2 separate regions of the Mus musculus genome follow, and region 1 is linked to region 2. A link is a contact called in public HiChIP or PLAC-seq data. All regions are on one chromosome and are shown on one strand. Each heading gives the region's core, a stretch centred on a gene start, on an enhancer-like site or on the middle of the called end of the contact. The rest is flanking DNA. Distances are from core to core; before and after follow the strand shown.

Region 1 (6,618 bases), core at 102-2,601, 390 kb after region 2:
CATGCAAACACCAACTCAACTCAAAAATAGATGAGTTTTTTGTTTTTCTTTTTTCTTTCTTCTTCTTTTTTAGATATCTAGCCTTAAAAGAAAAATGTGGGGTCACATGAGTAAAGTTAAAAAAATGATATTGGGAAAATAGAATGGTGTTAGCTAGTCAAAAAAAAAAAATCTGGTCAACAAATTCATTTAATTCCCAATGACTTCTCCCCAGCTGCAAGTTTCTCTTTACTTCTTCTTCTTCTTTTCTTCTTTTTCCCCTTTGTAAGAACGCTACAGAAATGGAAAGGAAATCATCTGTAAACAGAAAGTATCGATCTTGGCAGAAGCCCTGTAAGGCACACGCGTACCACTTCCTTCCTTCCTTCCTTTTGATCCCCAGTAATAAAGGGAGAGAGAAAACATTCAGACAAACTGTCAGAAGGAAAGGTCGCATCCCCTGACCCTTACTCAGCCTTTCCCATGTCTCCTCCTGAGGTTCAACCAGACCCTCGAATCAGAGCAGAAAAAAAAAATTCCTTCTTGCTTGATAACGGTTCATCCACTGAAGCCAGTTGATCTGTGACTATGAAACGGTTGATACGGGCAAGGCCTGAGCTGGGAGGAGAGGAAAATGGAAAGAGAATGTTCGTTTTAAGAAGTGTAAAATCTTTCCGCCAGATCAGCGCCATCATGGACACGAGTCGCGTGCAGCCCATCAAGCTGGCTAGGGTAACCAAAGTGCTGGGCAGGATTGGTTCGCAGGGACAGTGCACGCAGGTGTGAGTGGAATTTATGGGTGACACCAGCCGCCCTATCATCCAAAATGTCAAAGGCCCCCTTCGAGAGGGTGACATGCTCACCCTATTGGAGTCAGAAAGAGAAGCTCGAAGGTTGTGCTTGATGCTGGGTTCTGGATATCCACGATTTAGCCCATGGAATGACCTACAATTGTTAAATAAAGCATTTGTATTAAAAGAAGAAGAAGAAGAAGAAGAAGTATAAAATCTAGGATGTAGAAAGGCAGCTTGCCATAAAGTGCGGAGTGAAGCAAGTGTTACAATAGTGTGATACAAAGGCAGCTAATGCCCTGTGAGAGCTCCTGCGTCAGAACGCCTGGAGGTACTGTTTGCTTGCTAGAAATCTAGGTGCTGTTCTGGAAAATACAAGTTTAAGAGGAGATGGAAGAGAGACTCTAAGACTGTCCAACCTAAGAGTAGACAGACAGGCTGAGGACAGCATGGCCTCCAGCCACATCCCTGAGTCTGAAGGGAAAAAGTCCCAATGGACAGAATCCTCCCACCAGTAGCGTATCCAGAGCATAGCCAGCACCCAAGGTCACGTCATTTGTCTCCTGGAGGGGCTATTTTTGGAACCCATGTGACAGGGCACTGACAGTGTTTTAAGCAGCTGGACAGTCCAGACAGGAGTTGGATCACAGAAGACAAACGAGGGGACACTATGTGCTTCCCTTTGCAATCCTCAGTGGTGCCCCCCCCACCCCCCCGCAGCTTCAGAAGAAAGGCCAAAACCTTTTAAAAAGGCTTCCCTTGGTAAACCGGAACAGTATTCGGTATCCTGGGTGGCTAAACAGCAGGGAAGGAGGGTACAGCACAGGGCTTTAGGGCTGATGCGCAAACCTGGTTCTCTCTGGACTTGGTGTTCATTTATATCCGGGCTTCTCGGACATCATCTAAGTATTGGGCGCTGCCGTAAATGCTGGGAACGCCATGATCAACCAGTTAGACTCAAGTGGCTTCGTTCTGCTTGGGCAAACCAATTGCCTGCATACGTGATCGTTCCGATGGGTGTGTGCTACACAGGAGGAAAAAGAACAGAAAAGTATCAGAAGTTGAAGTTGACATCAAGGGAGTCTGAGGTTAGGAGGTTCTTAGGCAGTGTTTCCCAGGGTTAAGAAGCAGATGGGCAAAGCAAGCCACACGCAGAAGTCCCTACAATCACGCATGACGTCAGGACTGGACAAAGGTAGTTATGACTATTCTGTGGCTGTGACAGTTCCTTGTGTGCATGCTTTGAACAACCCTAGGTTATAAAACACATAAACAGGAGTTTTAGGAACCCAGGGGAAATAGACCTTTGAAGTTTGGTTAAGTTTGTAGAAAGGTGTTTTCCCTGGGCTGGGTAGGGTTTTGGCAGGTGGGGAACAGAAGCAAATTGGACTCTAAAAGAGGAAGGAACATGAACATGAAACACAAGTACATTAGTATGTGTGCCGATACCATGAAGTAGCTATAGATTTTTTTTTTCCATTAGGAAATGGAATCTTTAAAAGGTGAAACCATTGAAAGAAGTGTTGAAGGTCACCAACATATTTGGCGATAAAGTTCAAATGTAACCAAGTCTAGATGGAGCCCACATCGCCCTTCTGAAAGCACATGGTGCATAGTGAGCTTTTAACAGTGGCTGTTACTATAGGCATCAGTAAGACTGCAACAGCCACCATGGTGCCCAAGGACGGAGCGGGAGGTGACCAGAGCAGGCATGGAATGACAAGAGTCACAGGTGGGCTTTGAAAACTCTGTCCACGTGACCTGCATACTCTGGGCCAGAAATAGCCAATGGCAGACTGAAGAGATGGCTCAGGTAGCTACCGTGGTTGCTGTGCAAGTATGGGGACCTGGATGGATGCCCAGCTCCCTTGAGGATAAGCTGGGGGTGGTGCTGTGTTCTGTAACCCCAGCACCTGGGGAGGCTGAGGCAGGAGGCTGCCGGGGCTTGCTGGCCAGCAAGTCTCACCTAACCAGTGAGCTCCAGGGTTAGTGAGAGACCCTGTCTCAAAAGGGGCGGGGCTGAGCATGAGAGAGGAAGACACTGAGCCCTAGCCTCTAAGCACATGGGTACCTGAATACACACCCAAGTGCTAAAGCATCAAGTCCTTTGTCCCAGGATCCCACAGGGCAGAACCCACAGCCTCCTGGGGTCTGTCCCGAATTACTAACAATAAAGAGAAGGACCGTAGGATGAGAGCGCATTAGTGATAGTTGTGGGTAAAACCTCTGCTCAGAGACTGTATTTTGAGAACGGATTGCTGAGGAAGCACAAGTGAGGCGCTTCAGAAGCTCTTGACGAACTGGTGGGTTTCAACACCAACCGAGAAGGGACGATGGATCTCCCGTGGCTGTGCTCACATTTCCAGATGTGTGGTGCAGGCAACACGAGGCAACGAGAGTCATGGTCAACAATGAACAGCAGGCCTAGCTGTCAGCCTGTCAAAATGCCGGCTGAGGATGCTGTGGGTACAAACTGGGGGAGGTGGATGGGGATAATAGCACACACCATTGTGCATCTGTGGACCACATCAGTAACACACCTTAATCTCGAATATACCTGCTAACACTCTAGTGAGTGGTTGGTGATTGTGTACAAAGGTAAGCCATAGCCCTTTCGATTGTTAATCTGTCATTACTATTATTTGAAATGTATGTATATGTGTGTGATGTGTTTGTGTGTGTGTGTGTGTGTGTGTGTGTGTGTGTGTGTGAGAGAGAGAGAGAGAGAGAGAGAGAGAGAGAGACTATATTCACGTAGGAGCACACAGAGGGCAGATGTCAGTGTCAGCTGCCCTTTTCAGTCACTTTCTGCCTCATTTTTTTTTGAGACAGTGAGCTTGTTTCTCACAAAACCTGATGCTTACTGATTTAGTTATACTAGCCATCTAGCAAGATCCCACAAGCTCCAGCAAGCTCCAGCATCCATCTGTCTGTCTTCCCAGGGTTGGGATTATGGGCTGTAAGGACAAGCCAGGCTTTTTACATAGGTGCTGGGGAGCTGAATTCAAGTTCTCATGTCTGTGCACCAAACACTTTATTGACTAAGCCATCTCCCCAAACCCTTTCAGATTCCAAAAGAGATTCAATCAACCGCTGTGTTCTCTAACCTTTAGTCCCAGTTAAAAGGCTTGAAAGAATTTGCATTTGAAGTGCACGGTTGGGGCAAGGTGAGGCAGATGAGGTGCCCTATCCTGCTTGGGTAAGGCAGGTGAATACCCGTTAGTTTAAAGGGTTTAATATTTATTATGCAGGAGACAAAGAGTTCTAAAAAGCACCTGCCTGTGGTATGGTATAATCAGCTCTGCATTCCAGCCCAGTCCCAGCTGTACTGTGAGGGAAGTATTTCTCCCGAACATACTTGCTCTCCACCCATCAGGCACGTGGTGTACTGGGGTTTAAGAAACCAAAGGCCAGAGGGCTGAAGGGGCAGGATTCGGAGTCTCCCCTGCCCCTCCTCGAGGACAGTTTGGTTCGTTATGTATTCTGTAGCTTCTGGGCCAGGGATGGGCAGGTCGTGTAGATCCCTCACTGTCTCTGTGTTTTGTTCTTTTGCTTTTCCTTATTGTACAAGTGCCAGGAAAGGGGGTGAAACCTCTCTCACCCCCAAATGAATTGTCACTCTCTGAACTGAAACAACAACAACAAACCAAAGGCCACATACTCTGAAACGGCCATCACGATGGCTGTCTGTAATGGCTCCACCTACCAACTAAGACAGCTAATTTAACTGAGCTTGAGCTAAGCCGAATAGTTCCTAGAAACGTCCTAACCCCCAACAACAGGCTTTGTGAGAAAGAGTATTCTGAGCTCTAGAAGAGGGAACAGAGACAGAAACACTTCTGGGAAGAAGAACATTTGGTCTCTCAGTAACTACTAGGCATGTCAGCCTGTGCTCTCGGCGTGAGACCCTTGTCTGCCATTACTCTGACCTGTTTGCTTCCATAGAAGCTTGTGTGAGCACATGAAGCTAGACATTTAAATATTATAGTAAAAACATATTGTTTTTTTCCAAGAACCTTTTCTGAGCTAAGTTTCTGGGAAACACACCTTTTACTTTGGACATCTGGCTTTTCTCCCTTTGGTTTATTTCACAGATATTGGCTAGATGTGTTATATACCAAGAACTGCACCCAGGGTGGAGATGGAAAAGACACCAGGTGGGCCATCAAGAACTGGGAAGGAGGAAAGGATGTGGGAAAGGCATAGAGGAGACTGCAGAAACTCAGGGTGTCGCGGGTATCAAAGGAGTCAAAGGATCTGTTGCTTGAGGTTGGTTTTAGGTTAAATAGACACTCAAGAAGTCAGAGAGGATTCTGGGTAGAGGCAAAGAGGTCCATTCCTTTTGGTCTTCCCAAACTCTTTTTTTCTTTTTTTTTTCTCTTTTCCCCCTTTCCTTTCCTTCCTCTCTCCCTTCCTTCCTTCCTTCCTTCCTTCCTTCCTTCCTTCCTTTCTTCCTTCCTTCCTCCCTCCCTTCCTCCTTCTCTCTCTCACACTCTCTCTCTATCTCCCTCTCTCCTTTCTTTCTTTCTTTCTTTCTTTCTTTCTTTCTTTCTTTCTTTCTTTCTTTCTTTCTTCCTTCCTTCCTTCCTTCCTTCCTTCCTTCCTTCCTTCCTTCCTTCCTTTCTTTCTTTCTTTCTTTCTTTCTTTCTTTCTTTCTTTCTTTCTTTCTTTTTTGAAACAGGGTCATATAGGCCAGGATGGCTTTTGAACTTGCTTTGTGCCAAAGAGATCTTTGAATTCCTAATCTTCCCAAATCCTCAAATAAAGGTGTATGTTACCATACCTAGCTTTGCATTATGTCTTTTTGTATCATGAATCGATCCTAGGTCTGCCTTTTTCCTGGGACAAAGGATCCCAGAACTGGGTACCTTCTGAATTCCGCCTCAGCTGGGCACTCTAAACATGCTACCCCTAACACCTGGGCTTCCTCACTGTCTCCATGGCTAACTTAAAAGGCATGACTTTCCCCTCTACCTCTCTTCTTCCTGGAAGCTGCCAGAATTTCCAGCCACCCCAACTGTTGTTTCTCTCCGAAACTCTGAAACAATAGCAACTACAAACAAGAGTTTCCTTCTGAGTTTGTTTTAAAATTATTATTAATGAGGCCAAGAACCTCTTCTCCCACTCCCCTGCACCGGGCAAATGGAACCCATTTCCCCAGTAACAAAAGTTCACAGACTGACTGGGGGCAGGGGGAAGAGCGCGGTATTTTTGTCCATCTGACCAGGCACTTACTGTTAGTGAGAACCAGAATTGATCTTAATGAGAAAGAGCCCAGAGTCTCAGGCTTTGGGAACGGATGCTAAATGCAGAAGCACTTTTGGGAGTGGCCAGGCATCGATTTACTGCACGAGGCAACTTCAGTATTTTAAAATCTTTCTGAAATACAGTACTTATGTGGGTTTTGTTTTTCTTTAAAGAAACACCAGCTAATGTACATGGATAATTATTTTTAAAACCTTAGGAGAAAAAAAAAATCCAACAGCCCTGCTGTGATGCTTTTTGCCGTCAGCCCATACTAAAAGATTCATAGCCTGTATTGATTTTTCTTCCCCCAAAGACGTCTCAATTTTCAATATGCCTGAAGCCTCCCTCTTCCCATACCATCAGTCCCTCACTCACTACGGCTCTGGCCTCCTGCCACCTTCCCAGGAAGTCCATTTTCCAAACCTGTCTGCTCTGTTTTGATTTCAGTGATGGCATCTTTGAGATACTGCTTTGCTCAGGTGTTCTTAGAGGTTATATGGGGGGCATGTTGGAGTGAAGAAGCCACCTTGGACATCGCTTATCCAAAGACCCGACTGTGAGGATTAGCTGACCAGCCGAAGGTACTGCAGGAATTAGGGGG
Region 2 (5,889 bases), core at 2,043-4,542:
CGTGCAAAAGGAAACGAAGAACATGGTCTTTGCTGCAGGAGGCCATCCCACTGTGGTAGTTTGAATAAGTAATGCCCTCCAGAGGCTCATGCATTTGAACACTTGACACTGTGTGTAGAGAAGGTGTAGCCTTGCTGGAGGCGGGCTCTGAGAGTGAACAGCCTGGCTCTGCTTTCCAGCCGACCCTCTGCTCTGTGCTTGTGATGGAAGGTGTGACTTTTCGGCTTCTGGCCACCGTCCCATCACAATGGACTCATCCCTCTGGAACCTTCTCCTCCTTGAGTTATTTTGGTCATGGTGTTTCATCCTAGCAGCAACAGAGAAGCAGCTAAGGAATGCAGGCACACTGGGACTTTACCCAGAGCAGCAGTCCGGAGCAGGAAAGTGGCCTGCAAGGAGGTGGCTAGGAACGCCAGGTCTGTGCCCCACTTCTGCCAGTTAATTGCTTTGTCTCTGAAGCAAGCTATGTCAACTCAAGTAAGCCAGGGATGTTTCACCCCCTGCAAGTGGTGTTCCCACCAAAGTGATCTTGCAGGGGAGGTTTACTGAGGTTAGAGACGCACTCATATCTAGGAAATGCGTGAGAGTCGGTATCATCGTCAGACCCACGTTCAACAGAAGAACCCCGAGGCACTGTGCCTCCCCAACCTCAGGTCAGCTGAAAACCCACAAAAGGGAACAAGACGAAAGCTAGACTGAGCTAGGCCTGAGCTGCGTTCCTGGTGACCGAGTGGCTAGGACAGCAATGACGACAGCAATGACGGCTCCTGTGATAATTTGGTTCCCAGGTACATACTGTCAGCATCACCCCTGGAAGGGAAGTGGGCCAATGGGAGTCACAGGGCACACTCATGTGGTCATGAGTCACCCGCCAATGAGGAGGACCCACGGTCAGAGGCCCATGCCCCATATGCACAGTTCTCTGCCTGAACGTCCAGACACTTCACACACCAGGACACTTCGGCAGGAAGGGAAAACAGGAAGAAACTGGCTCCAGCAAACACCTATTGGAGGCCAGGCTTTGGAGATACTCCTGACCCACTGTGCAGAGTCTAAGAAGGGCTCTGTGTAGCATGGCATCAGATAACACTGGGTATCCCACCCTAGTCAGGTGGCACAAACACACCTTGTAGGGTTGTTCTGAGGATTACATAAGGAAGGCTATGAAAACTGCTTAGCCTAGGGGCTGGTGATGTGTGCTTTAATGTCAACTCTGCTCCCATTATCCTTCAAGCAGCCCACATCACCTCTCCAGAAACTCCAGTGAATTATCTCTAAGGCACACGGTTTAATGGGGGAAATTCAATTCTTTCCAGTCTACTATGCCTTTGGTAGCTAGCCCTAACCCTACATACACATCTTCCCAATTAATGTGCTGTATTCATTTCAAAGCAACCTGGCAGCAGTAGCAGATGTGTGCCTGAGATTTGAAACTGCCTGGGAACGTTTACGTAAGGTGGCTCACCCTCTGAACCCAGCCCTCCTTCTCAGGGGAGCTGCTGAGTCTGGCCTCCAGTCCCTGCCATTTCTTGGTTTTCCTCACTGGCAGCACACTCCAGACTGAGATGGTGAGCATGCATGTGCCCGCTCACTGGCTGCCAAGAGCCAGCTGTGACACTTAAGTGTGCCTCCATCTCTTCTCCTTTCTGTCCCCACCCGCAAGTGTCAGGAATGAGGTCTCTGGAAACTGGCACAGCCAGTTCACAATGGCTCTGTGGAAAAAGGCATTGAGAGCCGTCTCCTTTTCCACTGAACACTAGGCAGGAATATGAGCCCAGTCGCCTGCCCTTAGCCTAAAATTAGCATCTTTCTTTCCCTTCTGTACTGGCTGGTTTTGTGTGTCAACTTGACACAAGCTAGAGTCATCAGAGAGGAAGGAGCCTCAGTTGAGGAAATGCCTCCATGAGATCCAGCTGTAAGGCATTGTCTTAATTAATGATCAATGGGGGAGGCCCAAGCCCATGGTAGGTGGCGCCATCCTTGGGCTGTTGGTCCTGGAGCTCTATAAGAAAGCAGGCTGAGCAAGCCACATGAAGCAAGCCAGTAAGCAGCACCCCTCTATGGCCCCTGCATCAGCTCCTGCCTCCAGGTTCTAGCCCAGCTTGAGTTTCTACCTGACTTCCTCCAATGATGGACTATGACCTGGACAAATAAACCCCTTCTTCCCAACTTGCTTTTTGTTTGTGGTGTTTCATTACAGCAATGGAAACCCTGACTAAGACCCCTTCTCTCACTATGCACCTCCTGAAAAAAAAAAATCAATACATTCAAAGACCAACACAACCCATCACCTCACGTTCTGAGATGGAGTTAGGAGGCAGCTCAGTCAAATACTAAAGAAAATACACATTTGAAGGCAACTTCTAACTCTGTGTGCTCAGTAGAAGAGGTCTAAGCATCCCTTTCTGGTCGACAGCATTCCCATCTTTTCTCCCAGCAACCCGGGAGAAGAGAACGGTTGCTGGAGCCACTGCACAGGCTTCAGCACCAGACTCCCCAGCACTTACTGGTTTTCTTAAATGTCTCCAAGGCCTTCTCAAATCAGCTAGACTGTGACACTCACACCTGGCCAGGGAGAAGCAGCATGGATCAGTGCATACTCGATGGCCATTGAGCTAGGGATTGCTTGTCCCTGCCCCCCTAGCACCAGAATTACAGGCATGTATTCCCTAACCCCAAACCCCACGTCTGGGACTCAGGTGCTCACACAAGTACTACTGACGGAGCCACTTTCCAGGGTCTAAAGCTCATTTCTGTTCTGAAAGGTCCGAGGCATAAAACAAACATTCCTGCACACTGTGCTGGCCATCAGCACTTCACCTGCCTCGCTCTTTGATATGCATCTCCCTTAGTCTTTGCAAGGTCTAAAATTAACCTCAGCAGGGAGCTTGCAGCTCTGCCATTGGAGGGCAGCCCTGGCTAACACTATGAGAGGCCATAAGTAGAGCAGCAGGCCATTCCTGCCATCATTCCTCCCCTGAAGGCACCCTTTCCACCTGCTTGCTTGGAAGCAGGCTGGGGAAGGGCTGTCACGGCAGGCAGGGCAGGCAGGGCACAACCTGTTTCCTGTGGTCTTTCTTCTGTGGAGCCCTATATAAAGGACATATACCCCGGTTCCAGACAGCATTCCCCACCCCTCTTGGTCCATTCTGCTGTTTTGTTTATTATTGAGAGTTCCGTCTCTGGGAAAATTCCAACCAAGGATTATATAAGCCTTTGGAGATGGCTTATGGTGACCTAGTTTCTCCACAGGGGTTAAAGATGATTCATAAGGATTGTCAAGGGAGCTACTAGGCAGGTGATTCAGGAGATGCGAGCAGCTGAGATCCGTCTACACCACCACGTTTTAGGGAGAGACTGGAGTAGGTGGATAGATTTTGATTTCAGAAGGTAAGATGAGTAGACAGCCATGCTCTTGGCTGTTCTGGAAGTGGCATTTTGCGCGCGATGGCCCTTCTTGCAGAATGTATCCCACACACTGAGTGACACCAGGGGCACGAACTGTTAGAAGCCAAGGCTTTAATTAACTGTGCCTCTCTGCAAATTGCAGTAGACAACTGAAACAAGAGGGGGTGACCCTCGGGACTGCAGTCCGACCCCTGCAGGGGGCACAGGGCTCCTGGGTTCTCACTAGCGTCTCAGGCAGACTCTTTTCTAAAACTCACTGAGCATTAGAGACAGTGTGCTGGCCCTGGCTTAGACTTTCGGATGCCAAACAGGGAAGAAATCTAAGGGGCTGCCACTTGGTGACCTGAAGTGCAGTGGCTACAAAGCACAATGACAAAGCGGGGTGGGGGGAGCCCTTTCTAGCAACCAAGCTAGCCTGTTAATTGCCAGGACTGAACAGTGCCAGGAGAGGAGGTGGGTAGCTTGCCACTCAGAGGGGCAGCTCAGGGGTGAAGCAGGAAGCTATAAATAGCAAGGCGCGAGGAGGCTCTATAAACAGAGCCTGGTCACAGCACCCAGCCCCAGGGAAGAGAGCAGCAGAAAACATATGGGGTTCTCAGAAGCCAGGCTGGCCAGCTCCTGACCATGGGAAAAGGTCTGTGTGAACCCACAGAGAGAGGGACACACAACCACGAGCTTCACTATGCACGCTGCCAGTTCTCCATCATGGAGGCTGGCTGTTGCCTTTATACATTTACTGAGGATTCATACCTAGGCCTGGGGCAACAGTAGCAGGGTGGGAGACAGCATCGTCATCATTCTGGCTCTGTATGATTTCTCCCTTTAGGGATCGAGGCACTGCCTCCAATCTCAAGGCAATAGACCAGCAACGTTGCCAGGCAGTAGTGGTACGCATCTTCAATCCCAGCACTTGGGAGGCCGAGGAAGGCTGACCTCTGAGTTTGAGGCCAGCCTGGGCTATAGAGCAAGCTCCAGGACAGCTACATAGGGAAACCCAGTCTTGCAAAACCACTCCCAACCCCAACCGGGCAATGTAGAGGAAAATAAAGCTATAGTTGGAATGGGCTAAAAAGACCTGTGGATATACTTCCCTCTGGTTGTGTCCACTAGGAGATGATGGATTTGACATGATCCCTAACTATGGCACGGTTCCAATCTTTAGGGGCTCTGCAGCCTGCCACTGACTGTGCTTACACTTGACCTCCAGATGGGAAGGCAGATATGAAGCCAGTGTCCACGCTCTTCTTGTTCTCAGTCCCCACTGCTGTTCCTGTCTCTGAGTGTGTCCTCTGGTGACCTTCATGGGCATCCCAGTGGTGCCTGCCAGGACCCTGGAGAGCCTTCTTGGCCTGGGCCCTCGAGAAGGGTGTGGCTACACTTTCACAGAATGTTGGTAAAAGCTTTCTTTTTAAAAAGCCCACTAAAATGATCCTACAGAGCTGGGTAATAGAGCTCCGTCAGAGTCCTGGTTTCCATCCCTAGCGCACATATGCACATAAGGTAAGGTGGTGCTTGCCAGAGAAATGGCGGCAGGAGGAGAAGTAGTTCAAGGTCATCCCTGGCTACACAGCAAGTTTGGGGGCCAGCCAGGATGACGTGGAACCCCACCCTAGAAAGAATGGAAAAAGAATCCACACCTTTAACACATGAGCGCTTTTAAAACTCAGTGCGGCACTTGGACGTAAATAGGACTGTGGATATTGCAGAAAGAGAATTACAGTTGGAGAGTTACAGGGATGGAGAGAGGAAAGGCTCGTTTGGCCAAGGAAATATCAAAAAGCAATCCTGTTAGCAATTCAGGAGAACCCAACCTGTGGTCAAGAGGCCAGGAATAAGAGACTTTCAGGAGAGACACTGAAGATCTGTTTAGTGCTCACTCCACACCCCTTGACTTTCCTAGACTCTCCATTCCCTTCTCAGCCTAGGGACCAGTCTATCTGAAGTACATACACATGAAGTAATACCCACAGCACACAGTGGCATCGAGCTGAGGAAGGGGTTTCAATTTACACAGCTCTGAGAGATCTGAGTGCTTCCACTAAGACAGGTCATGCCACCTTATCATAGGAACCTTTGCAGCCTGTGACTTGATTACCACTGGAGTCTATAATTTCTTCCTGAAATGTCATCTAAGAATGGATTTTAAGTACAGATTCCTCTGACACTTAAGAGCCACATTCCAGGCTAGCTAGGTGACCTGCTATCTGCTTAGCGGTAGAGTAGGCTGGCTGGAGGTGTGAGCAGCCTTGCCTTCCATAGGCCAGGAAAAGGAGGCTGGCAATGGGGAGTGAGTGTTCTGCAGTCAGGGCAGGTAAGGGTGGCCCCAGACACAGGGCCAGGCTCTCTGAATATGCTCACTTGGCAATATCTCTTGGATCTTTTAAAATTGGTACAAAGAAAAACGACGGGACAGGGGTCTGGAATTCTTATCATTCCACCATGAATCTACTGTGCATCTTGGGAGCGATGTTTTCTTGTGGG

Evidence for each region. HiChIP or PLAC-seq counts read pairs in DNA pulled down with a chosen protein or histone mark.
Region 1: a contact with region 2 is called in an H3K27ac HiChIP or PLAC-seq map of heart atrium, with 4 times the contacts expected there. The contact joins two enhancer-like sites. A contact is called at or near these places in 1 of 484 Hi-C or Micro-C datasets (cerebral cortex) and 1 of 115 datasets of contacts at active chromatin or transcription factors (heart atrium).

The regions. Positions count from the first base shown.
Region 1 is chr12:99,608,555-99,615,172 of GRCm38.p6, forward strand. All of the region lies in intron 2 of Gm26839 (predicted gene, 26839), which reads left to right. Gm35644 (a long non-coding RNA gene) reads right to left here. Exons shown (of 4, transcript XR_001780667.2): 4 at 1,542-1,794. Among named protein-coding and RNA genes, the nearest start is that of Gm35644, 8.2 kb to the right of the region's middle. Within about 2 kb of position 1,352, at least 48 of the 459 cell types and tissues checked have an H3K27ac peak or open chromatin away from gene starts, as enhancers often do. A contact at or near this core is called in heart atrium, where this site is marked.
Region 2 is chr12:99,212,734-99,218,622 of GRCm38.p6, forward strand. The region is part of intron 4 of Foxn3 (forkhead box N3); the gene reads right to left. Among named protein-coding and RNA genes, the nearest start is that of 4930474N09Rik, 53 kb to the left of the region's middle. Within about 2 kb of position 3,293, at least 38 of the 459 cell types and tissues checked have an H3K27ac peak or open chromatin away from gene starts, as enhancers often do. A contact at or near this core is called in heart atrium, where this site is marked.